Linked DNA regions of Mus musculus: region 1 is linked to region 2. Evidence: chromatin contacts called from public promoter capture Hi-C data. All regions are on one chromosome and are shown on one strand. Each heading gives the region's core, a stretch centred on a gene start, on an enhancer-like site or on the middle of the called end of the contact. The rest is flanking DNA. Distances are from core to core; before and after follow the strand shown.

Region 1 (4,076 bases), core at 1,421-3,920, 46 kb before region 2:
CTCAAAGGGTATGTAGATACAAGCCAGGAACCAGGGTGGACACACACCCTAGGAAAACCTCACTGGCCCCAAGGCATGGGGACAATGGGAGTAGAAGACCTTTGGCTCTGACTCCCACCCTTACTCTGGAATTCTCCAGGAAGCTAACAGGAATGGCATTCCGGGTGCCAACCCCAAACGTGTCAGTTGTGGACCTGACCTGCCGCCTGGCCAAGCCTGCTTCTTACTCGGCTATCACGGAGGCTGTGAAAGCTGCAGCCAAGGGACCTTTGGCTGGCATCCTTGCTTACACAGAGGACCAGGTAGGGACTGAGGAAACCTTGGGGGGGTGCTCTGGGGAGGGACTTGGGAAATCCCACTCACCAGGAAGCTATTCTGCATGGGCCAAGCTGCAGACCAGCTGTCCAGGTGTTTCACACCCAAGGAGTTGCAGGCCAGCCAGGACTACACAATGAGACCCTATCTCAAACACAGCTTTCCCTGCAAGCCTGGGAAAGTGGGCCTTCCTGCCTCGGTGTCTTGACCAGATGTTTCTTTGATCTAACGATGCTGCTTTTCTGCACCATGGTGACTGGAAGTCACTTGTGTAACCCATAGCACATACTGTCCAAGAAAACAGCGAACTAAGAGCTAAAATGGAGCTTTCGCTAATAATTTTATATATTCACCATTGCTCTGTTCAGACACACCAGAAGAGAGGGCATCAGACCCCATTACAGATGGTTGTGAGCCACTGTGTGGTTGATGGGAATTGAACTCGGGACCTCTGGATGAGCACTCAGTGCTCTTAACCACTGAGCCATCTCTCCGGCCCCAGAAGGCTCTTAATACACTCCTGAACAAAAGACAGCAGTTCTCATTTTCTGGATTCACACCCAGGGGCCAGGCCAGGTCAGACACCTTTACTGAACAGACTATCTTAGGTGTGGAGGCACAGGCACTCAGGTGATAGAAGCAGTAGACTTCTATGAATGTGAGGGCAGCCCTCTATATAGTGAGTTCCAGAGCTATATAGCAAACCCTGTATCAAAAAAAAAAAAAAAAAAAAAAAAGTCACCTCCACCTTAGTGAAGTTCCCTGGCATTTGGCTTTTACAGGTCCACTCTCAAATGCCAAGATGTCATTTGAATGGGTCAGATCAAATCAGCCCCAATGCCAACCCACCCCCAACCCCCTGTGTTCCTAAGGGCTACAGCCCCCAAGATCTGTGTCTGTAGCTCCTTCCCTCTGCTCCCAAGACCCAGCCTCGTGCCAGTCATCGCTTCATGTAACGTTTAATGCAACCTCATTAGGGTATTGTGATCTGTATCCTCTTCCCCCGTGTGGGTACATGCAGATGCACGGGGCACATGTACCGGTACACCAGGTACAGGTGATAAACATGTCTTCCTCCATTGCACTCCACTTGTTACCGAGGCAAGATGTAAGGTAGCTTGACAACTAACTAATCTAGCTAGTCATCTTGTTCCAAGGAGCCTCAGTCTGGAGCTGGACTGCTGGGCCTATAAGTGTCCATCAACCGCCCAGCCTCTATATGGATTCTGCGGATCCAAACACAGAAAGCTCACGCTTATGTGACAAGCACTTTTATCCACTGAGCTCCCCTGCTGTGTCCCTGAGACAAAGGTTCCACCTGCCTTGATCACATTCTGTCACCAACACAAAAGGTCTCTGTCCAGTATACCAGATGAGTGACTGACAATGTGGTTTGAGAGTCTGGGTTCCTGGAGATCTTTGCTCGACTACATTTATCTTTGAAATTGTCACGCAGGTGGTCTCCACGGACTTTAACGGCAATCCCCATTCTTCCATCTTTGATGCTAAGGCTGGAATTGCCCTCAATGACAACTTCGTGAAGCTTGTTGCCTGGTAAAGGGGAAAGATGCCAGAGGATAGTGGGGGAGGCTGACAAGAGGGCGAGCGCGCGAGTGCGTACACGTACACACACACACACACACACACACACACACACACACACACACACACACGCCTGGTAAAGGGGAAAGATGCCAGAGGATAGTGGGGGAGGCTGACAAGAGGGCGAGCGCGCGAGTGCGTACACGTACACACACACACACACACACACACACACACACACACACACACACACACACACACACGCCTGGTAAAGGGGATAGATGCCAGAGGATAGTGGGGGAGGCTGACAAGAGGGCGAGCGCGCGAGTGCGTACACGTATACACACACACACACACACACTGACGCCTCCTTCCTCGCCTCCTCAGGTACGACAACGAATATGGCTACAGTAACCGAGTGGTCGACCTCCTCCGCTACATGTTTAGCCGAGAGAAGTAACACAAAAGGCCCCTCCTTGCTCCCCTGCGCACCTCGCGTTCCTGACTTCGGCTTCCACTCAAAGGCGCCGCCACCGGGTCAACAATGAAATAAAAACGAGAATGCGCACAGCTTTGCCCTCTTGTCTCTGCGCCGATCACCTTGCGTTCAGGGCGGGGTTCAAAGTTCTCGGATGAGCGAGAAGAGGTGGCGCTTGGCTCCGAGCCGAGTGGGAGAGGGAAAGCGCTGTCTGAACACAAGGTCTTCAACGGTGTAAGCAAGGCTCTGGAAGTCCCTGCAACACAGCCGGAGCTGGGCGCTCTGACGTCACTGCACGCGACGTACCAGGCCGGACTACAGTTCCCATAAGGCCGCGCGCGGGCCACGGCAAAGCAGGTGGGCGCCAGGCCCCGGTGCCGGCGAGGCCGACTAGAGGAGACGCTGCGCCTGGCGAGTCCCGCATTTGCGGGACCGGGCGGCTGGCGTCATGACCCTGTTCCACTTCGGGAACTGCTTCGCCCTCGCCTACTTTCCCTATTTCATCACGTACAAATGCAGCGGCCTGTGAGTGCAGGGCGGGCGCGGGGTGGAGAGGGTGCGGGACCCGGGCCGACCCCTCACCGCCGGCTTCTTCAGGTCTGAATACAACGCCTTCTGGAAATGCGTCCAGGCCGGGGTCACCTACCTCTTTGTGCAGCTATGCAAGGTGAGGGACTCCCGGACTCCACGTGTCTGGCCTCCAGGCATTCCAGATCTCAGGGGCCTGACTCTGCAGCTGTCACCTTCCATAGGACCACCCTCGAGACAACGCTTAGGGACTATGCCCGAATACCTTAGAAGGGATGCAAGGCCAGAAAGGCCCTGATGCAACTTTTTCTTACAACTGTTGTAAAATGAGAAAACCTCTTAGTGCGATATTTCACCCACAGGGTGTCGCAGGGTGCTGCCTAGGCATTTTTAGACATCAGATTCCCCCGTGAACTTCTAGACTTTTAGAAACCAGGCCACTTGCCCTCTATCTCCCAAGATCACGTGATCTTGCCACTTACACCTAGAATGACCCCTAGAACCCAGCGTCATATCCTCTACTTGCACACTTACTTTCCACAGTATCCACATAGTTTTTTGTTTGTTTGTTTCGGTTTTTAATCTCCCTCACCTTCCAGTGACCTTTCTACTTTCTGATCTCAGATGTTGTTCTTGGCCACTTTCTTCCCCACCTGGGAAGGTGGCATCTATGACTTCATTGGGGTAAGTTGAACAAGGGAAGGGCAAGGAAGAGTGCAGGAGTCGGTTCACCTGGTCCCCGTGTTTACTCGAGCCTCTACCTGACCCACAGGAATTCATGAAGGCCAGTGTGGATGTGGCAGACCTGATAGGCCTAAACCTTGTCATGTCTCGGAATGCAGGCAAGGGGGAGTACAAGATTATGGTTGCTGCCCTGGGCTGGGCCACTGCTGAACTCATTATGTCCCGGTGTGTGGAGCAAACTGGAGCCCAGACTTCCGGGAATGGACAGCTGGGTCCCACAGGGGTGCTGAGGGGAGGTGATCAGAGGCTGGGTGCTGGGGGTGGGGGAGTCTGGGTACTAGAGACTGCCTCCTTTTGCCTTCCTCAGATGCATCCCCCTCTGGGTGGGAGCCCGAGGCATTGAATTTGACTGGAAATATATCCAGATGAGCATTGACTCCAACATCAGTCTGGTATGCAGTCTAGCCCTAGCCTACCTTTATGTTGTTAGCCATACTTCTCCCAAAAACTTGGCTCCAACTTCCCAGTC
Region 2 (4,265 bases), core at 1,564-4,063:
ACACTTCGTGTGTTTGCCCCAGCAAAACATCATCCAACACCACTGACTTTCCAAAGGAAACATACGTTTCCACTTTGATTGAGTCTCCCCAGGAAATGTCTACCGTTCAAATGCCACCATGAAGGACTCCTCAAAGCTGTGAACCAAAATGAATACTCTCTCAAGTTGTTTCTGTTGAGAATTTTGATCATATGGACGCAAGACTACATGAACATAGCTATGGGGGAGGGGGTAATTAAAAAGAGGAAGGGAAGCTGGGCGTGGTGGCACATGCCTTTAATCCCAGCACTTGGGAGGCAGAGGCAGGTAGATTTCTGAGTTCAAGGCCAGCCTGGTCTACAAAGTGAGTTCCAGGACAGCCAGGGCTATACAGAGAAACCCTGTCTCGAAAAACCAAAAAAAAAAAAAAAAAAGGAAGGGGTGGGCTCTGGAGGGATGTAACAGCCTGGGCAGCAGGAATGGAGTGGTCAAAAACATCCTCCTAGGAAAGGAAGTACAAGAGGAACCAATCTGGCAAGGGTTCCAGGAAAGGGCAGGAGCAGCAAGTGCAAAGGCCCTGAGGTAGGGAGTAAAAAATTGGCAACAATAGGAAGAGAAACAAAAACAGTAGCTATATGTACAATTGATTTTAGATACATGAGCAACACACACCACAGCATATGTCCATTCACTCACGCACGCGAAAGGCAGTGTCTTAGGGTTTCTATTGCTGCAAGGAAACACCATGACAAGAAGAGTGTGGGGGCCCAATCACAAAGGAACTTGCACAATATGTACTCACTGATAAGTGGATAATAGCCCAGAAACTTAGGATACCCAAGATATAAGATACAACTTGCCAAACGCATGACATTCAAGAAGAACGAAGACCAAAGTGTGGACACTTTACCCTTTCTTAGAAATGGGAACAAAACACCCATAGAAGGAGTTACAGAGACAAAATTTGGAGCTGTGACGAAAGGATGGACCATCTAGTGACTGCCATATGCAGGGATCCATCCCATAATCAGCTTCCAAATGCTGACACCATTGCATACACTAGCAAGATTTCGCTGAAAGGACCCAGTTATAGCTCTCTCTTGTGAGACTATGTTGGGCCTAGCAAACACAGAAGTGGATGATCACAGTCAGCTATTGGATGGGTCACACGCCCCCTAATGGAGGAGCTAGAGATATTACCCAAGGAGCTATAGGGAACTGCAACCCTATAGGTGGAACAACAATATGAACTAACCAGTACCCGGGAGCTCTTGTCTTTAGCTGCATATGTATCAAAAGATGGCCTAGTCGGCCATCACTGCAAAGAGAGGCCCATTGGACTTGCAAACTTTATATGCCCCAGTACAGGGGAACGCCAGGGCCAAAAAGGGGGAGTGGGTGGGTAGGGGATTGGGGGGGTGGGTATGGGGGACCTTTGGGATAGCATTGAAAATGTAAATGAGGAAAATACCTAATTTTTAAAAAATCAGTAAAAAAAAAAAAAAAAAAAAAAAAGAAGAAGAAGAGTGTGGGGGAGGAAGGTGTTTATTTGGCTTACACTTCCAGATCATGGCCTATCATTGGTGAAAGTCAGGACAGGAACTCAAGCAGGGATGGAACCTGGAGGCAGGAGCGGATGCAGTGGCCATGGAGGGGTGCTGTTTACTGGCTTACTTCCACTGGCTTGCTCAGCCTGCTTTCTTAGAGAACTGAGGACTACCAGCTCAGAGGTGAAACCATCCATGGTGAGCTGGGTCCTCCCTCGTTGATCACTAGTTGAGAAAATGCCTTAGAACTAGATCTCATGGAGGCGTTTCCTGGAATCTTTTTAATCACTGCTAATTTCTTAGCTCTATCTAACCACCATCAATTGTCACAGAAATGCTAAGGTTTCACTTCAATAGTTTGGTATCTTATTAATCACAGCTGATTCTTGAGCCCCACCTAACCAGAACACAGAATCTGAAATCAAAATAGCACATGGCCCTGATAGAGTCTTTAAATTTTCCTCTGAGGCTTCACAAGCCAAGCCTTCATCTTCTGCACTGCTTAAAAATTCTTATCTTCCTAACCCCTAAACAACATCCCACTGGAGTCTGGAGAGATGGCTCAGCAGTTAAGAGCACTGACTGTTCTTCCAGAGGTCCTGAGTTCAATTCCCAGCAACCACATGATGGGTCACAACCATTTGTAGTAGTATTTGATGCCTTCTTCTGGTGTGTCTGAAGACAGCTACCGTGTACTCACATAAAATAAATAAATGAATCCTTAAGAAAAAACAAAACCAACCAACAAACAAAAGAACATTCCAATGAGCTCTCAACACTCAATGGTTCTTCTAGCCCAAAGTCTCAAAGTTCTTCCACAATCCTCCCCAGAACATAGTCAGGTCTGCAATATCCCACTCCTGGTACAAACTTCTGACTTAAGAGTTTTATTGCTGGCTGGGCGTGGTGGCGCACACCTTTAATCCTAGCACTCGGGAGGCAGAGGCAGGTGAATCTCTGAGTTCGAGGCCAGCCTGGTCTACAAAGTGAGTTCCAGGACAGCCAAGGCTATTCAGAGAAACCCTGTCTCGAAAAACCAAAATAAATAAATAAATAAAATGTTTTATTGCTGTGAAGAGAAACCATGACCACAGCAACTCTTATAAAGGAAAACATTTAATTACAGTTGAGAGATTTAGTCCATTATCATCATGGCAGAAAACATAGCAGTATGCAGGCAAACATGGTGCTAGAGAAAGAGCTGAAAGTTCTACATCTTGTTCTGCAGGCAACAGGAAACGGATGACACACTGATCAGACTTGAACTTAGAAGGTCACAAAGCCCACTTCCTCCAACAAGGCCACACTTCCTAATAGTGCCACTCACTCCCGATGGGCTAAGTATTCACACACATGATTCTATGGGGGCCATTTCTATTCAAGCCACCACAACCAGCAATGACTTCTTTGAATCTTCTCCCTTTGACCTTCTCAAATTGTCATTTATATTAGCTTCATGTGCAGAGCTGGAGGAGGCACACAGCAAGCATGCAAAATGTCTTTGCCTGTCCTCTTGAAGAAACAGCTAAAGTTGCTAAGCATAGTGGCACACGCCTTTAATCTTAGCACCTGGGAGACAGAGGTAGGTGGATTTCTGTTAATTGGAGGCCAGTCTGGTCTACAAAGCAAGTTCCAGGACAGCCATGATTATGTAGAAATAACCGTTTCTGGGAATACTTCTCGTTTTCAGAGACCAAAGTGTAACTGTAATTCTCGGGGGCCTTTTCTTCACCCCTTTTCTTCTCAAATAATGACGGGGCATTTCTATGCCTGCTCTAGCCCAGTTTAGTTCCTGAATAAATGGCACAGAGACCTGATATTTTTATTAACAAGCTTCAAACACTAAGGTGGGCAGGTTCTGAGCTATTCTAACCCAACTAAGCTGCTACTACCCAGCCTCATGTCCTGTCACTTGCCATCTGAGTCTTGCCCTGGCTCGCTCTGGTTCATGTGTGTCCTCATGGCTACTCTCTCATTATGATCTCATGACCTCAGGGCAAATCTTCATGGTCCATCCACATAGTCTCTCCCTCTTGTCTCTTTTGGGGAACCCCTAACTGGGATTCTCTTCTGCCCAGCTAATTCTCTGATCAGCTCTTTATTAATCAATCAGAGGCGATGGAAAAGAATTTTTACACAACATTGAGAAAGGAGATGCTTGACCATGCCAGCTTCCGGGCTACAACCAGATGTCTGGGCATAAAAATCAGCATCTGGATACATAGTGCACAAACCTCCAATGCCTAACTTTCCTCCTACTTTGCAACCAAGTTAATAATGTGCCTGGAGACCATTGAAATTATGGACTCAAGCTGGAGAGATGGCTCAACTGTTCAAGGCCAGACTTGGAACCAAAAAGACAAAACTAGTCAATCATGAATGGCTCAGACTCACACAAATAAGAGCCCCGAATAGCAGGGTGTCAAGGGGTGTAAGAGAGGGATCAGCGATGGGAAATGAAGACAAACGCCAATGCTGGGTCTTGCATAAACTAAAACTTATGCTAAGCAAGTTTATTTAGAAGTATAGCATCACATATGCCATTTTTAGGAAGAGACTGGGACAGAGTTCGGAGAAAGCTAAATCAAGCAACTTGAACACAAGGATACTTAAGTACTGATAACCAAATCCCTTCAAGGGGAAAAAGCCAGTTTCCCAGGACCTGAAACCTTTACTCCTTCAAGGCCCTGGCCTTGGCCCCGGCCCCAGCCCAGCCTTGCCAAGTCCACTCCTGGGTGA

Evidence for each region. Promoter capture Hi-C pulls out the DNA fragments that hold promoters and counts their contacts.
Region 1: a promoter capture Hi-C map of the HPC-7 cell line shows a contact between it and region 2. The contact joins the promoter of Tmem147 here to the enhancer-like site in region 2. A contact is called at or near these places in 26 of 39 promoter capture datasets (the 3T3-L1 cell line, 3T3-L1-derived adipocytes, the C10 cell line and 16 more), 1 of 15 datasets of contacts at CTCF or cohesin (pro-B cells), 37 of 484 Hi-C or Micro-C datasets (3T3-L1-derived adipocytes, the AML12 cell line, the C10 cell line and 23 more), 10 of 115 datasets of contacts at active chromatin or transcription factors (the 230-238 cell line, the HPC-7 cell line, the SCID.adh cell line and 4 more) and 4 of 9 other capture datasets (adipose tissue, embryonic stem cells, liver and 1 more).

Annotation. Positions count from the first base shown.
Region 1 is chr7:30,728,128-30,732,203 of GRCm38.p6, reverse strand. It overlaps Tmem147 (transmembrane protein 147), which reads left to right and starts at 2,670. Exons shown (of 7, transcript NM_027215.2): 1 at 2,670-2,860; 2 at 2,933-3,002; 3 at 3,488-3,547; 4 at 3,636-3,772; 5 at 3,915-3,999. The coding sequence starts at 2,784. Gapdhs (glyceraldehyde-3-phosphate dehydrogenase, spermatogenic) reads left to right here. Exons shown (of 11, transcript NM_008085.2): 8 at 1-8; 9 at 140-302; 10 at 1,772-1,869; 11 at 2,245-2,425. The coding sequence ends at 2,317.
Region 2 is chr7:30,682,174-30,686,438 of GRCm38.p6, reverse strand. No RefSeq gene overlaps it. Among named protein-coding and RNA genes, the nearest start is that of Pmis2, 13 kb to the right of the region's middle. Within about 2 kb of position 2,813, at least 16 of the 459 cell types and tissues checked have an H3K27ac peak or open chromatin away from gene starts, as enhancers often do. A contact at or near this core is called in the HPC-7 cell line, bone marrow-derived macrophages and hematopoietic stem and progenitor cells, where this site is marked.